Linked DNA regions of Mus musculus: region 1 is linked to region 2. Evidence: chromatin contacts called from public HiChIP or PLAC-seq data. All regions are on one chromosome and are shown on one strand. Each heading gives the region's core, a stretch centred on a gene start, on an enhancer-like site or on the middle of the called end of the contact. The rest is flanking DNA. Distances are from core to core; before and after follow the strand shown. Region 1 has its middle 15 kb from the start of Gm13816. Region 2 holds the start of Chst1 (carbohydrate sulfotransferase 1).

Evidence for each region. HiChIP or PLAC-seq counts read pairs in DNA pulled down with a chosen protein or histone mark.
Region 1: an H3K27ac HiChIP or PLAC-seq map of microglia shows a contact between it and region 2, with 4 times the contacts expected there. The contact joins the enhancer-like site here to the promoter of Chst1 in region 2. A contact is called at or near these places in 10 of 39 promoter capture datasets (the 3T3-L1 cell line, 3T3-L1-derived adipocytes, the SN4741 cell line and 6 more), 3 of 484 Hi-C or Micro-C datasets (the AML12 cell line, cerebral cortex and embryonic stem cells), 8 of 115 datasets of contacts at active chromatin or transcription factors (astrocytes, embryonic forebrain, embryonic midbrain and 5 more) and 3 of 9 other capture datasets (adipose tissue, embryonic stem cells and liver).

The regions. Positions count from the first base shown.
Region 1 is chr2:92,724,346-92,730,000 of GRCm38.p6, forward strand. No RefSeq gene overlaps it. Among named protein-coding and RNA genes, the nearest start is that of Gm13816, 15 kb to the right of the region's middle. Within about 2 kb of position 3,071, at least 50 of the 459 cell types and tissues checked have an H3K27ac peak or open chromatin away from gene starts, as enhancers often do. A contact at or near this core is called in the AML12 cell line and microglia, where this site is marked.
Region 2 is chr2:92,596,336-92,601,660 of GRCm38.p6, forward strand. Chst1 (carbohydrate sulfotransferase 1) reads left to right here and starts at 3,372. Exons shown (of 3, transcript NM_023850.2): 1 at 3,372-3,813.

The sequences.
Region 1 (5,655 bases), core at 1,821-4,320, 130 kb after region 2:
CTCTATATAGATCAGGCTGGCCTCAAACTTCCAGATAGCTGCCTGTCTTTGCCTGCTAAGTGCTTGCCAACTTGAGTTTTGAGAGCTCACTAGTTTAGCTAGAAAGGACCAGCAGTGAGCCTCAAGGATCTGTCTCCACCTTCCCAGCACTGGGATCAGAGACCGAGGGCCACTATACCAAGCTTTTTACATGAGTGTGGGGATCAAACTCAGGCCCTCACACTTGTAAGTACAATCACTTTACACACTGAGCTATGTCCCCAGTGCTGGGCTCCCTTTTCCTCAGTAGGGACACAGTAGCCCGCAGAGTGGCCAGCTGCTTGCAGTGCTCAGCGGTGTACATGGCTTCTGATTTCTTGACTTTTTCTTTTTTGATGTCCAATGCAGCCTTTCAGTCAATATTTATTTATTGAGCATCGACTATGCCGTCAGTCTCATGCTAGCCCTGGGGACAGGACACAGAGGTGAGCTGGAAAGCTGGGGCTCCCGACTCTACTGATTACATAAAGTTGAGATGGAACTAACACTCTTCATGTGTTGGTCCAACTCGATGAAGACAAGAGGCAGGTAGGAGAAATTTAGGGAGCAGGGGCCGCAGGGTGATGATATTATCAGATACCTAACCCAGCATGGGTGCACTGAGAAAGCTTCCAAGCGGAAGTGGAAGTAGGAACAGGAACTGGCTGGCTGGGTGAGGTTAGAGGAAAAACTTGAGTAAAGGTTCCATGGCAGGAGGGGTTACTTCATGATACCCTCATTACTGTATTATTGAGAAGAAACTAAAGAGTGTGACTTGCTCAGGGTCCCCAGTAAGGTGAGCATTGGTTCCTGGGCCGGTCTGTCCTTTCCTGTTCTTGCTCTTTGGTTACTATCAGGCTTACTAGCTCCAAGCTTCTTGATTTTGCTCTTGATCACAGGCGACTTACCGGATGTCACTTAGAAGCAGTGACTCAGTCAGGATGGGGCCCTGAAGAATGTTCCTGAAGGTCTAGGTAAGAGAAAGAAACTCAGTGCAAGGGAACAGGCGTCTTTGGCCACTCGCAGTTCCAAAGCAGGCTGAGGTGGGCATGCCAACAGGACCAGCTGTGTATGTCACTGCCTCCTCCTAAGATGGAGCCTAGACTTCTCTAGTGGTGAGATGGCTTGTGTATATGGTGGGGGGTACTCTGTGCAAACTTCCGGTACCTTCCTTCGGTGGTGAAGTGGCATCCCCTGGTGGGAGGCCTTGCCAGAGGCCCTGATGGACTTGGGAATCCCACGCTGAAGGGGCTTCCACCAAAAGCTGTTGATGATTCACAACAATATCTTCACGCTCAACTCGCAGGCAGTGCAACTAAAAAGTCTCCTCTCCCCAGGAGTCATCCCGATTTATGTATGGGTCTTGGGGGGGGGGGGCATTGGGCACATTCTTGAGCCTTGTAACTTGCCTTAGATTCCTGAGTGCCCTCTTTCCTTGCAGGAGGAAATACTTCCATTCAGAAGAAATGGCCCTGCCCTCTTGTCTCTATTGCTCTGGACAACTCAATACACAGCCACCCCCAGTTCATGACTGGAAAACTCTGGGCCTCCAGGTCTTCAAGCTGTCTGTCTCTGACAGTCAGTCCTAGATGCCTAAATCCACATAGCCCCTCTCCTGCCTCCACCCAGTTCTAGCAAACACCCTGGGAGAGAAAGACCTTGGTGAAGGAGAGCCACGGGAGTCTTGGGTTCAAGTGCTGATGATCCTCTAACCCAGAGGTTTAATTTCTGCGTGTGCATTTGCTCTCGAGGTCTGCAGGCCCTGTGGCCTGCTCCACAGCACTGCCCAGGAGGATGAAATGAAGTCCCAAACCCCGCCCCCTTCCTGGATACATGCATATATACACACACACACACACACGAACACATGTGTGAGAACATATGCATGCACATGAGTGTGTGTGTGTGTGTGTGTGTGTGTGTGTGTGTGTGTGGAGAGAGAGAGAGAGAGACAGAGAGAGAGGTCAGTCCCACAGCACTCTCACGAAGTTTTGCTGATTGACTGAAGGAACATACAAGAAACCAGGGAGCCATTACAGGAGATGCTGTCAAAAGCTGGCCCAAAGATGTTCACTTCGATGAGCTAGAAATGAGAAGACAAGGCTGGCTGGGGATGCAGGGGCAGGGGAGGGGAACATTCTGGAACCCAGGGTCATCCATAGGGGGTGCCAGGCTAAATGTGAGCAACTGTGACGCCCAGCAAGCCCTGGACATGGCGCTCTCTCTAAATGAGTCTTTAATAATTCAGTTACACAAATTGAGCGTAATTAAATTGTCCCTGTTGAAAATGCGCCGCTGTACATATGAATGATGAAATCAGGATCCAAAGGCACCGCAGAGGAGACGATAAGGTAATTTTCCACTTGTGCTAAGCAAGCTGGGAATCTTCAAAATGCAATTGTGCAGAGCGCCCACCTGGGATTATTAAAGGGCCAGTTCTCTGTGTGCAGCTTTGTCTCCCAGCTGCTGCCCCCTCTCTCCCTTTGACTGCAGCCCATGGTCTCCTCTGGAGCAGAGGAGAAGTGGGGGAAGGGATCCGAGACTCACCACTGGCAGCTTCCTGGTGCTCAATGCATTGTGCTATTTTTGGAGGCCTTCTCTCCAGCTGTCCCTTGCCTGGGGCCAGTCCAGTGCTTAGACGTACATGGTCAAGGGGCATCTTTGACCCCCACAAGCCAAGGCCCCTTTCTCTCATCCGCTCAGCTGTGCTCCAGACCTAGCCATGACCACAGTAGTCACATTCAGCCCGTATCCCTGCTCTTGATAGGAGCACTGTCTCCCACCTACCTGGGGCTGGTGCAACCAGGCCCATGGGGGGAGGTTGATGTCCCCAGTGGAAGGAATAGACCCTCAAGGACTAAAAATCTCACTGTGGTGCAGGCACAGTAACCCTGGGACCATGTCAGAGGAGTCACTCCCGGAGTTCTGTCCTCTGCTACCTCCTCTGAGCCTGGCTTAGTTAGTAAAGACCAAACTGAGGGATCTTCCCAGCCCTGACCCCTGACTAGGCTGTCCATCTCTCTGAAAGATAAGGTTACAGGGTCTGAGGAAGGCCTGGGAAGGGGGCCAACTCACAAGTCTATACTGAGTGAGTCAGATCAGCTTCTATTGGAGATGTCCCAGCAGCTCTGGGGAATTCCATAGTGGAATGGCCCTTGGCCTAGGAGCCTTGGTCTCTCCCATCCCAACCTTGTGCCCTTTCCCTCACTGTATGTACCCTTTGAGGAACACGGAGTCTCAACCAAGTGGGCTGTGGCAGGCTGTGGCAATGCATGAGTGTGCAATGGCCCAAATGGTGGGCTAGAAAAAAAAACGTAAGTCCTTTTGTTTCTCTTTGTTGGATGCAGGGCTGCACATACACCTGGACTGGCCTAGAACACTATGTAGCTAAAGATAATACGGAAGTCCTGATCTTCCTACCCCAACTTCCTGAGTGCTGATGTAGTTCAGTTGGCAGTGTTTGTCTAGCAAAACATAGGCCTGGGTTCCCTCCCAGCACCACACAAGCCAACACCAGTGGTGTTGTGTGCCCTTAATCTGGGCTCTCAGAAGGTAGGGGCAGGAAAACAAACACACAAACAAACAAAGGATTCAAACTTACTTTAAAAGTCTGGACCTGGTGTTGGTGAAGTATGCCAATAGTCCCGACTTTCCAGAAACAGAGGCAGAAGGATTATCAGTAGTTCTGGGCCAACCTGGATTACACAGTAAGACCCTGTCTTAAAAATAAAGCTTGAAGAACTATCAGAAACCCCAACTTCAACACAAGTTAACAAAGCAACAGGAGAGAAGCTGAGTTTTGGTGACCGATAACCCTGCCTCGCAGGTGACTCCTGGTTTGCATTTCTTGTTGGTTCCCCAGGGCATCTAAGCACTGAATACAGTCCAATATGTTTGTGTCACAGATAAATGTGGCCCAGAAAGGGTAAGAAACCTACCCAAATTCACCCAGCAAGTTAGTTCCCCAGTCAAGACTTGAGCAAGAATGACTGCTTTCATGTCAGTTCCTGCTTTCCCAAAGCTTCCACAGACTGAAATGGGTCTTGTTGGTGTTCTGGGTCTTACTTCTCAGCTGTTCAAGGCAGCTATAGCCTCCTCCCTGAGTTCTCTGGCTCCTGCCCACCCCCATCAGAGGCCACTGTGGTAGAATCCGATCTCATTCTGTCATTCACTCCCCAGTGCCGAGCAGAAAGAACATTCTGGGCCAGTTCCACGCAGCCTGAGCCTGTTTGTGCCACCTCCTTGGGTCACTTCATCTCTCTCCCTGCTGGCCCTCTGGCTCTTGCCCAAACACAGCTCACTGCTCTTCTGCTCAGCTTGCAAGGTCATCCCCTTGCCTCTTCCAGGCAGCCTTCCTTGAGCTCTGGTCCCAGCCAAGGTTAAGCATGTCTGTTCTTCCTTAGCCTCTCTGTAGATGAACTCACACCTGCAATGGACCTTCAGGTAGCTAGGGGGAGAAATCAAGGCAAACCAGTCACTGGGCCTGTATGTGGTTATGCTAGAACCCAGCTTGGGTCAGGAGCTCCCAGGGCCACCCATACCATGTATGGAGGCCATCCAGGTTTCTAGATCTTGCTCACTCACGTCTTCAACCCCACTGGCTTCCAGGCCTTCCCTCCTGGGAGTCTCCTCTGTAGGTTCACAGAGTTCCCCAATCCTCTGATTCAAAACTCAGTCCTCTCATGCAGAGGAAGTGGCAACCTACCCCTACACACAGACACACAGACACATGCAGGCTTGCAGGCACACACCCAAATCCTTCTTAGAAGGAAGTTTCCCTGAGCCCCTAGGTTGAATGACAAGCCCATTCTAGACTCTCCAGGGTGAGTGAAGTAGCCTTTACTCTGTCCTTCCTGTCCCAGGGCTTTGATCAGCTGCTCTTGGTCTCTGAGCTCCTGATTCCTGCTGGCCTCTCTCTCTGGGTATTGCCAGGCAGCAGGAGGAAGAAAGAAACAAGGATCAGGTGTGTGTGTGTGTGTGTGTGTGTGTGTGTGTGTGTGTGTGTGTGTTCGTATATGCATATGCATGTGTGTGTGTTAGGGTGTTAGGTGTGTGGGCTGTGTGTGGGGTGGGTGCTGACTCTAAGCACTTCTTTCTATCCCCCTAGCTATACCTTTGACCTCAACTAAGCCACCTGCCTCTGGCCCAACCCTGACTCTAGCATACCAGGCTACCTCAAAATCAGGCGGCCATGTCTTGCCCTGGCCCAGAGCCCTTGCACTAGCTCTCCTCTCTTCCAGACCACCTTCCTTACTCATTCAGATCACAGATCACACATCATACACATGACTGACATACCCTCCACTGCACTTGCATGGCTGTGAGGCCTGGGGCTCACTTGCCTTTTCTCCTGTGTGTCCCAGGTTGTGGAGCATAAAGACCTCTCTGCCTGGTTTGCAGTGGCTCAGCTCCTGACATCTGGTAGGTGCTCAGTAACTCTCTGAGTAAGTGCAGGCATGAGGAGAAAGAGAGATCGAAAGGAAAGAAGAGAAGGGCACAGGAAGGAGGGAAGGAAGAGCCTGCCCAGTGCTGTGTGGTTTCATCACAGCCAGGCAGCGCTTCAAAACAGACAGGGCATCTTTGCCAGCGCAGGATGTGTATGTGGAGGGGAAATGAATGTTTGGACTGGGTATCTCG
Region 2 (5,325 bases), core at 2,122-4,621:
GGCTAACTGTGCCTCCTGTGTGGCCTTGGGTAAGTCATTTGCCCTCTTTGGACCTCAGTGTCTCCATCAGCACTCACAGAGTGACGTTTCTTTGCAGGAGTCCTTTTCCTCTACCTGCAGGGTCTACCTACCCTGTGCAGGGTGGGGTCTGGTTAGGACTTTTGCTATAGGTACTGAAGCCGATGGGCTTGGAAAGACTGCTGGGATTTGCCCTCTGCAAGCTTGTATTCTTGTCAGTGTCCCAGGGAGACCTGGGATGGAGACCTTCTGCTGCGCATCCTCAGTCAAACCCCGGGCCATCAGTCTCCCACGACAGACTGAAGAGACAAGGAGGGCGGCCCAGACCGCCACCAAATGGACCCCTGAAAGAGATTGAAGCACCACAGTGCCAACCCCCAAACCCCTTAACCCATTTCCAATCGCCTCTGAGACCAGAAGGCCGGGGAAGAGGAGAAAATGCGTAGTTTTGAATTCTTGGGGGACGGAGCGGGCTCTATTCAAGGAGGCTTCTATGTTTGGGGGCTCTGAAAGTCCCATCCTCAGGTTTACCTGGCATCCTGTCCCTCCTTAGGAAGTATCCTTGAGCCAGGCTGGCCCAGTGTGGCCCCAGTGAGGTGCCCTGGCTTGGCTACTGTGTAGTAGCTAAGCAGTTCTGCAAATTGGGCAAATCCCAGGACTCATTAGTCCTTAAAAGAGGGAACGACAATTCCTGCCACATCAGGCTACTTTTGAGGCTCCAACAAAATAATCCCCATGTGGCGAAGAGCTCAAAGCCTGGCTCAGGGAGGGGGAGAGCCCCGACGTCAGCCATTGCTACAGTCTTCTTAGCTACTGTCTGTCAAATGGCAGGCTGCTTGCTGTTTCCTCCTTTGCCTTGCATGCCCTGTCCACCCCACAGCTATCGTTCCTGGAGTTAGCTCCTTCTCCAGGAAGCCCTTCCTGAAAGACATTCGAAGGCTGCATCTTCACCTGACTTCCCAGGCCACTTAGAAAAACGCAAATTTTCAGTGACCACTCTTTCTAAAGGGTTTTTTGTTTTTTGTTTTTTTTTTTTTTCACTTTTGTTTTAAACTCCGCCTACGTGTGCATGTGTCTGTGTATGCGGATGTAGGCCAGAAGAGGGCGTCAGAACCCCTGGAGCAGGAGCCACCCGCATTTGTGAGCTGTTTGCCATGGGGGTTGAGAACTGATATGCTCTTCTAGTGGAGGCATCACTGCATCCCCTCCCCCACAGCGCCTTGCACACAGTAGGCACCTAAGAAACATGTTTTTGTTATATGGGGGCAACCCCAGGTAACTGGGAACAGACTCATAGTACTTCTGAGGACCCAGGTCTGTGTCTACTTTCAGAGTTTAAATATATTTCTCCCCAGTTCTTTACATTTTAACCTCACTGTCCTCTCCATCCAAAATATAGCAAAGTTTGAAAAATGACTTGCTGGGATCAGAGAGTGGGAGATAGAGGAGTTTCTAAGCCTGGACTATTCTGGGGTAGCTGAGATTCAGGCAGGGATTAACCTAGGTGAAAGAGATGGTTCTGGTTCATCCAGGGTGACGGGGGGGGGGGGTTGGTGGGGGGGGGGTGCAGGCTGTCCATGGACAAGTGGGAGGGGCCTGAAACCTGGAGTGTTCTTGCAAGGCCAGCTTTCTCTTCTTGGTCATGTCAAAACACAGCCACTTACCATGGAGGTGGGCAAGTGACTAAAGCCCTGTGATGCTGGGGCTGAGGTCTGGTGCCCTATAGCCCTGGCTGCAGAGGGTGGAGGTGGGGGTGGGGGATGCCGGGTACAGCTGCAGCTGGAGCTGCTGCATCAGGGATGTCAGGAAAGGCGATGTTAGTTGTCTTCTCTGAGGAGGTGGTGGGGGACAGGAGTTTATAGTTAGGGGTTGGCAACTGTAACCAAGACAAATGACCATGTGGCCTACTGGGACCCTTGGAGCAGAGGTCTTCACGTCATCTGGTTCCATGTGAAGCCTTTTCTGAAGATATGCCCCTTGGGGTCTCCGGGAGACTCCTAGACATTATGTTATTCCCTTCTTAGCGAACAAGTAAGCATCCACCCAAGCTAACATGGGAGCTGTTGCCCTAGGAGATAAGAAAAAGCACCTCCATTTTTCCTCGTGAGGAAACTGAGGCACGGGTGGGGGAGGACTGCATCACATGGTCACACAGCAGACTCACAAAGGCTCCTCTGCACTGAGAACTTCCAGGTGAATATAACCTCATTAAAAAACAAAACAAAACAAAAAAAAAACCCGTTGTTCTCTGCACCGTATCAGGAGTGACAGACGGATGGACAGATCGTGTTCTAGGAGACGTAAGAGACGGTGGAGATGGAAGCCCACTCCTTTGGACGATCGCTACCACTCTGGACAAAGTCTACTACTGCCTTTGGTCCAGAGCCCTGCAAAGTACCTACACATCTTCAGATGGGAAACAGGTCAGGATGGGGTCTGGGTTTGTGCGCATGGACACCTTGGTGGCCAATGGTAGAAGTGGGTTTTCCCTCCTCTTCAGTTCAGGGCCACAGGCATTCCTCTGCTGGCTTCATTTTTCCTCCAGGCCACACTGAGGGCTCAGGGGTATGTTTCTCTTGTCACTAGCTATAGTGTTCGGTGCTTCTGACATGCAGGAGATGCTCAGTCGATATTTATGCAGAGAACGAAGGACCACTGTAGTGCCAGGGCTTTGCCGCTGTCCTGGTCCCACAAGTGCAGCTTGTGGACTGGTAACTACCTGGGAAGACAGATGCAGCCTAGGAGGAAGGGGCTGGGCAGGATGGAAAGCTTCCTCTAGCAAAGGAACTCTAGTGTCCGACTAACTGGCCAGCTCCACCCAGCCCCTGCTGAAAGGGGATGACAGGATCTGGGGCAAATGAAACATTTCTTTAGTTGTGGGTGATGGAAGAGAAGCAGGGGCATGTAGTGGAATATCGACTTCAGTTCTGGGTTTGGGAGTCTCTGATTGCCCTGGCTGGGGAAAGGAGCCAGGGTCAGGTTGGGGCTGTAGCCAGACTTGGGTATCCAGAGGCTTTGGCTGCATAGATAGAGCCATGCCTTCGCTAGGGCGGGTGTAGGGGGAGAGGGCAGGCCAAGAGGTACCCGTGCTGCTGCCGCTTGGCCTCCTCAACTCGGGGGTGGGGGGTGGGGGGTGCGGGGTGGAGGGTGGGGGGTGTGGCTGCCTCGGCCCGCCGGTGGGTTGGCTCCGGAGCCCTGCTAGTGGGGGTGTCCCGGCGCTCCCGGCCTGGGCTGCGCGGGGGGGGGGGGGGCGGGAGGGCGCGCGCTGACGGGGTCGGGCGGAGAGGGGGCGGGCGGCGCTGGGGGTGGAGCCGGGACCGCAGCGCCTGCCACCCGCTAGCTCGGCGCTGAAGCAACCACCGCTGCTTTTGACTCCGAGACGCAAGGAGGGTACTCCGTGAGGCTCTGGCCTCCGAGGCTGCTGCTGTCCTCCGGAGACTGGGGCTGCAGTGCTCGGTGTCCCGGTGCCTGGCCCTGATCTCTCTCTCTCTCTCTCTCTCTCTCTCTCTCTCTCTCTCTCTCTCTCTCTCTCTCTCATCAGGAAAAGGCACTGTGCAGAGCGAGCCACCCGGAGCTAGCGCCCCCGAGCCATGGAGAGGGGCCCGTGAGGGACGCGCGGAGGCGGAGGAAGAGGCTTGGGAGGAGGGAGGCCGAGGAGCAGGGCGCGGGAGGAGGAGGATGCCGCCGCCACCTCCACCGCCACCACCACCCGCGGGCCCCCGGAGAGCCTGACTCTAGACTAAGGATGGAGCCAGCGCTGGGCGCTGCAGCGGCTCCCGGCGCGCCCGCCACCAGGTATCGGCCGGGTCTCCCGGGCCCCGGGGCAGGCGGGAACGGACTGCACCGCAACAGCCGGGAGGGGCGGGGGCGCGGGCGCGGCGGGAGACGCCCCTAGCTCAGGGCCGGTGTCTCTGGGCGGTGCGCGGAGGCGGTGGCTAGGGACCGCAGAGTGCTGGGCGCTGGGAGAGGTTGGCTGGGGCTAGTAGCCCTCCGGAGAGCTCCGCGATCGCTCCTGACCTCCTCCTCTGGTGAGGGCAGCAAACTTGGGATAAACGTCTGCCCGGGGCTCCTGTTCTGCTGCTGCGGTACCCGCTCGGGTGTCTGCTCCGGGTTGATCATGCAACAGCCTGCTAGACCCGAGCGGCCGAGGTTGCCAGAGACCCTGAGGTTCCCGTGCCTCCTCTAACTTTACAAACCAGGCTTACACCCTGAGGCAAAGCACTGTCCCGGCCTCTTGCTTATAGCCTCGGTCTTGTATCGGCTTCTACTATGCTGGTGATAGGCTGGGCCCTTAGGAGACTAGGGCTGCCTGACGGTGCAGAGCTTCCCCCCACGCGAGGCCAAAACAATCCTAGCACCTCTCTGAGTAGGATATGGGGTGGTCAGCTTCTTTCGGGGTCCAGGGAGGGACACGGTGCTTGACTTTACAGTAACAGTAGACAGTGGCCCTAGCTGGAATCTATGGGTTAAAAGGCCACGCTATCTGAGGAAGGAAGGTCCTGCTAGGATGGCACCTTGGCTTGATTTCAGGTACCTCACCATGTCACCTCTCCCTACTCCAGGTCTGCCTCTTTTTAAGATTACATTCCTAGTACCCACTTCCTGATGGGCTTAACCGTTTAAGCAAGAGGCTTCTGGACACCAAGGCTTTTGGGGTCCAGGACCAGGGATGTTATAGCTGACTGCTGAGAGGTTGAGGCTGGGACAGGGGAGGTGCATGTCCAAACAGTGACAGGAATTCAGCCCACTGTCTTCTGGAGCCTAGGGACATAGGAAGACACCTATGGTGGAGGCAGGAGGCAAGCATCCTGGCTGAGCAGAGAACTGGGAGCCACTTGGGAAACCCAAGGATACCAGTGGATGTAAGAGGCAAGTTGAGATGGGCTCATAGGCTAGGGAGATACTTTCCGGGGTTTCTTAGCCCTTTAGATGGGACCAGGCTGTCTCACAAAGAGATCTTACCTGGCAGGCAGTTCCCAGGCCCCAGTCCCCAGTAGCTGCCACACTTGTAGGCATCCTGATGACCCTGTTTCTTTTTCAAAGTGCTTCTATCGTCATGACTCACACTCTGGAGTCACCAGGGAGGTATCAAGCTTCCACCCTAGTCTATTCCCCGCCCTCTTGGGTCTTTAGGGAGCTGCCAGGAAAGGAGGGGGTGGATATGCCCTTGGTCTTGGACCCCTGCAGGAGCCTAGTGTGACAAACTTTCATTGCTTGCTGGTGGGTGAGTTGGCTCGAGACCAGCAGTCCAGGTCATGGTATCTGTGGGGAGAGGAGGGGTGTGCAAGTGAGAGAAAGCCATTGATG